Linked DNA regions of Mus musculus: region 1 is linked to region 2. The links are chromatin contacts, called in public ChIA-PET maps. All regions are on one chromosome and are shown on one strand. Each heading gives the region's core, a stretch centred on a gene start, on an enhancer-like site or on the middle of the called end of the contact. The rest is flanking DNA. Distances are from core to core; before and after follow the strand shown. Region 1 holds the start of Cyp2u1 (cytochrome P450, family 2, subfamily u, polypeptide 1). Region 2 overlaps Hadh (hydroxyacyl-Coenzyme A dehydrogenase).

Region 1 (2,700 bases), core at 52-2,551, 52 kb after region 2:
GCCTCCAATTCCAGAGCTTTCTGAGGCCTTACATGGGGAGTTTCCAAGGCAAAATTAGAAATGGGGTGAGGGAGGGGATATCAAAGTATGAAGTCAGGGGGCCACTCTCCTGAACCGAAGCATATATATGCCACCCACAATGGATTCAGTCTTGTACTTCAGTGTCTGAAGACAGAACACAGGATTGACAGGTGGCTGGAGAATAGGAGATCGAGACCCTGTGTCTGCCGAGGGAGATATACACGGGCTCTGGGAACAGACTGGCTATCTTGAAATATTCTCTCAAAAAAATTAGTCACTTTCTCTTAAATTTAACCTCAGGCAAGTTCTTTAGTCACCCGCGGGGAGCAGCCACATTCTTTGCCAAAATATTAGAGGCTATGAACACATCCGGTTCACCAGTCTCCTAGCTTGGATTCTGGCCATTCCTAAGGGGGAAAAAAATATCTTCTTATACTTTTGCAACTGAATGATACTCGGTGAAATGAATCCCCCTCCCCCTTTTCCTAACACAGCCAATGTTTAGAAACGTTGAGATCAGACCTATGCGTGAGAAGGCCTCACTTGGGACAAAGGAAGGCTTCCGGGGTGGGTGGTCCTTATTTTACAGTTTGGTGCCCACACCTCCCTCACTTTCCAGTGTGTCTCCCACTTTAATCGCACACTAGAAAGCCACGCCTCCGTCCTCTATCCCCTATGCTGGTCATGACGCAGGTCCTGCCGCCTGGGGATCCTGAGCCCGCGGCGCGCTCACCCTTCTCCTTGGTCATGATGGAGATGAGCGGCATCCGCGGGCGGTCACTGAACACTTCAGCCTGCTGCACTAGCGCCTCGCGCACGCTGTGGAAGTCGCTGAGGACCACCACCAGACGGTGGCCGATGAAGAAGCTGAAGATGTTGCCATAGACACGGGCCATCCTGGCCAGGTACACATGCTGGCCCACCGTGTCCGTCTGGCTGCCCGAGCCCAGCCAGAACTGCGGTCGTAGAAAGCGCGGCACCAGCAAGTGCCCGAAGTTACCCACGAGTGGCCGAGGCTTGGGCCCCGGAGGGATGCCGCAGGCGCGTTGCCGCCGCAGCCAAACCCAGCCTAGCAGCACCGCCAGCAGGCAAAGTAGCAGCGCGCCTCCTGTCGCCCGCACGTGCAGTCTAGCTCCCGGCTGCTCCCCTGCCGCGGGACGCTGGTCCCCGAGCGAGGACATGTCCCAGGTACCGCCTGCATCTAGCTCCGCTGCAGACGCGCCGGCACCGCGACAGTAGCCGGCTACATGACTCAAGGTCAACCGCGAGGCAGGGCAAGGCACGCCCTTCCGATTGGCTGCGCCGCGTGCCCCTCTCGGGATCCTCCAGTCAGCTGCTCCTGCATAAGGTGGGGGCGGGACGTCCTACGGGACGGCTGGTGGTGACGAGTGGTCTCTCGCAGCACAGCTGAGCTGTCCTGAGTGGGGTTTTGTTTGTTTGTTTGTTTGTTTGTTTGTTTGTTTTGCCAGTTTAGTGCACTAGCAGCAGCAGGCTCCTCCAGGGGGTGTGAGCTTTCTGTGGGTTTCTGCATATGGCCTGACTATATCAAAACACTCAGAGAACCCGGGCTGGGTGACTGCTTTATTAATTAGCCTTAGACAAGACCTGAAATGCTGAGCTAGTATCCAACAATGTGATGTGTGGATATTCCAACATCTGGGGATGGCTCCAGAGTGCTTTACCTTCCTGTCATTTACAGGCCAGATGTTGTGGTTTCTCTCGGTTAGACTCTCCCTAGAATTGTCGATGCCCCCCCCCCTTTTTTTTCTATTTTAATTTTTCTATTCTTATTTCTATTTTCTACTTTTATTTGAATCTTGATAGCCTAGAACTCCTTATGTAGACCAGTTTGGCTACCAATTCAGAGATCCACCTACATCTGCCTCCAGAATTCACATATTAAAGACATATACTACCATGCTGGGGGAGGGGGTCAAATTCTAGCCCATGCTTGTGGTAGGGAAGTGCTTCACCTGTGATCCACGTTTGGTTCCTGTGTTAGATCACTCCCTCCCAACAAACACACGCACACACCACACAGAATTTGAACACTATGGTGCGTTATAAATATGACCAAAGCTTGAAGGGTGGTGACTTCTTTTCCTATTATGTGGGTTTTTAAAAAATATCTACTGTTCTCTACTGCTTTTGCCGTAGTTAGTAAAGTACACAAATACATTCTTCCTTCTCCCCTCCACAAACTACAAAAGCCCCTGTCACATTTCCAGTAATTAACCCTTATCAGATTCCTTTTCTTGTGTGACTTTAAACAAGATTTCCGAGTATAAGACATTAAGATGTTCATTATTATCTTGTTACTGTCTTGCAACTGGCCGCTCCTGTAACTCACAGTCCAGCCTTAATTGGAAGCCCCCTGTTTACGCTTCCACTGTTGGGTGCGATCACAGGAGTACTGTACTCTCCCCAGAGCACACATACACTTTCCAGCTGCTTGTTGGCAGATGCAGTCTCCAATACGGCATTTCCTTCTCTTTATGCCATTCTCTAACCCACTACTATCGGGTGAGCTCAATTCACAAATTATCTTAAGCTGTTTAGTCCCCCTTTTTCATGGCACAGCAGGAATCTATCCGACCCATTTGTCTTATCTTCTGCCTCTTCCCTGCCACCAAACACCCAGACTGCTGCCGCGTGCCCCCTCTTTGAAATATTCTCTGC
Region 2 (2,700 bases), core at 81-2,580:
CATGGTGCATTGGGCTGACTGTCACCTGGAAATCTTTCACCAGATTGTCCAGTGTTTTAAATGTGCTGACAACGGCCCACCTGGCTTTGATCCGGGTTGACAAAGCCAGTCTGCACCAGATTTTCTTATCTCTGCTCAGGGATCCAAGTCACCGCCTGACACCTGCAGGGACCCCCTCAGGCAATTAGACACAAGCATACAATGAGGTGAAGCCACACAGACACACAGACACACACACAAAGGTGGAGCCGTCAGAGGAATGGCCTTAGCCACTGATAAGAACTTACCTTAGGGTTTTCTGTGAACTTCTTCTTTGCCATCCTCTTTAGACTCTCCTCAATTCCCTTCTTGGATTTTGCCAGGATGTCTTCCGTTTGGTCCACCAATACTACTGTATGGCCAGTTGCTGCAGCTACCTAAATTTAAAAAAAAAAAAAAGAATCAGTTTCATATTCTACATGGCTTCCACTACTATTCCACTCAAAATAGCTCATGGGCCTAAGCATCAGCCAAGGTCAGACACTTGCTTCTTGCCTGAGGCGGTCCGAAGTCACGCCGCAAATTCTCCATAACACGTCTCTTCTTGTGGCCCTTAAAGCAGGAGTAGGTGAAGCTTACAATTCTACTCCAAGCCAATGAAGATCTTGTCCCCAAGAGCTATTTAAGGACACAACTAGAAGGAGAGCAGAGTCTATGACAACTAGCCAGTTTGGGGAGGCAAAGGGGATTCCACATTTCTTGCCTTCTCCATTCCCCCCTGGGTAGGCGACATCCCTGAGACACAGGTATATTGAGTGAAGCTGTGTCCCAAGACCACAAACAACCAGCCTGTTTTACACACTGTCAGGGTCAAGTCAAGTCCTCTTTCACCAGTCTGCTAAAAGCCCCAGCAAGGACCACAGAACAGGGAGTTTGTTGGGGAAAAAAAAAAAAGACTATTGAGTCATCTACACACAAATGTGACTCAATTCAAGGTAGGAGTAGAAGGACACACCCAATCTATCGCAGATACGATGTGACAGCCACCCTGAGAAGAGGCCCCAGGAAGCCTGAGTACTTCCTGGAGACACAGTTTTAGGACAGGTGGGCACTGGTGGTGTGGTGAGAGGGGCAGGCTAGCTGCAGATCTGCCCAAGAAGTAAGAAGGTGAAAAACACTGTGATCATGTGAGATTCCTGAAGCCAAGCAGCCAAGCCTCAAAGCAGAAAACACAGAGAGAATAAGACAGAACCAGACGAGCAGTGAGAGCCAACAGGTTCAAATCCCACAGCCAGGTTCCCAATGCTGCATCAAGTTTGAAGTGTTGAAATGCAGGCTTAAAATGACAGCTACACCTAGGGCTTCTCCCACGCAGTGGTACAGGTCCGAGCCTGCCCGGCCTGTGGGCAGCTTCAGCATCCCAGGATCTGAGAAACAAAGAATGGGAAAGCTGCTGATGCAGGAGAACTGACAGATCAGGGTGATGGGAGCAAGAAGGCCAAGTCATCCCGATAAGAGACAGAAGCACACAGTGAGTGACCCCGCTGTCAGTGTAAGGCCAGACCGTTTCCCAAAGCAGAACACTTGAGGACCCAGGCCAGTGTTTCTCTAGCGAGCCAAGGCCAAGAGCCGACACGCCGAGGTGACTGGGCAGAGCAACTTTGGAAACAGTACAGAAGGGAGTGACCACAGCAGACCCAGGTCCTCTGCTTTTAGGAAGGCCGCTTGTGAAGCTGACCCTGGGCTGACCTCTAGAACTTGGGTTTGGAGTGAGTTCTCGTCCTTCTCTGACCATGCAGCTTCCGCTGCTGCAGGCTCTCCTGAGACAGTGCAATGTCGGAATCAGATGATATCATGGCCATCCGCCGGATGATAGCATGGCTATTCCTCAGTAAAACGCCTGGATGCCAAGTCTCTAGCTGGAGCACCTAGAGACAACTTTTTACATGGTTTGTCACATCTCACTGCCGAGGGAACTACACCTGTCCAATGTGGTTGTGAGGGACAGGGAAGGCCCTTGCCAGCTCTTGCCTGGCACCTGACACACTCCAGCAGTCTTTCCTCTTTACTTCATCCCTTAGCAGTAGTAAGTTGCCACCTTGCATATGTCTGTACGTGGGACCTCCTAAAGAATTACCGAACCACGTGGGGGAAGGGCTAGCAGAGAAACAGAAATGAACAGATCTCAAGGTCCTGGTAGGGCCAGGCGGGGAACTAGCCTGCTCTGTGTTTGGCAGTTGAGAGACTGTCAACTTGACAGGCAGGAGTGAGGGCCACCAATAGAGGCTCATGACCGGCAACGCAGGGACAAGCAAGTGCTGCCTTGAGGGCTTCTGCTCTTGGCCCCTCTGCCATATCTCTATGGTGTTTGAAACAAGTGATTCTTACATAGTTTCTCCTGACCTCTGCTCTAGACCGTTCCTCAAGGTGGCCAAACAGGACTCCTGGGCTCTTACCCACATGGGTCCCAACCCATACTTCCCCCCTCTTCATCTCCAGTAGGAAACTGCTTGGGTTTTTCAGCTCTTAGAATTGAGAAGACATAAACAGTCATGACACCAGGCTGTACCACAGGTGACGTAACAACAACGGAGAGCGATGCTCTTGACAGCTCTCCTACATGGGGAGTTTATACTCTCATTCACAAAAGAAGCGAACCAGCCTCGATGAAGCCTCCTGTCTACCAGCAAGCCCCGAATGGCCCAGCATTTCCGGGAGCAA

What was found. ChIA-PET counts read pairs in DNA pulled down with a chosen protein or histone mark.
Region 1: a contact with region 2 is called in an RNA polymerase II ChIA-PET map of memory CD8 T cells, with 16 read pairs. The contact joins the promoter of Cyp2u1 here to the enhancer-like site in region 2. A contact is called at or near these places in 3 of 39 promoter capture datasets (embryonic stem cells and liver), 1 of 484 Hi-C or Micro-C datasets (Sertoli cells), 3 of 115 datasets of contacts at active chromatin or transcription factors (embryonic stem cells, memory CD8 T cells and microglia) and 2 of 9 other capture datasets (adipose tissue and liver).

Annotation. Positions count from the first base shown.
Region 1 is chr3:131,301,926-131,304,625 of GRCm38.p6, forward strand. Cyp2u1 (cytochrome P450, family 2, subfamily u, polypeptide 1) reads right to left here and starts at 1,302. Exons shown (of 5, transcript NM_027816.3): 1 at 755-1,302. The coding sequence starts at 1,202.
Region 2 is chr3:131,249,516-131,252,215 of GRCm38.p6, forward strand. It overlaps Hadh (hydroxyacyl-Coenzyme A dehydrogenase), which reads right to left. Exons shown (of 8, transcript NM_008212.4): 2 at 288-416. Among named protein-coding and RNA genes, the nearest start is that of Hadh, 21 kb to the right of the region's middle. Within about 2 kb of position 1,331, at least 33 of the 459 cell types and tissues checked have an H3K27ac peak or open chromatin away from gene starts, as enhancers often do. A contact at or near this core is called in adipose tissue and memory CD8 T cells, where this site is marked.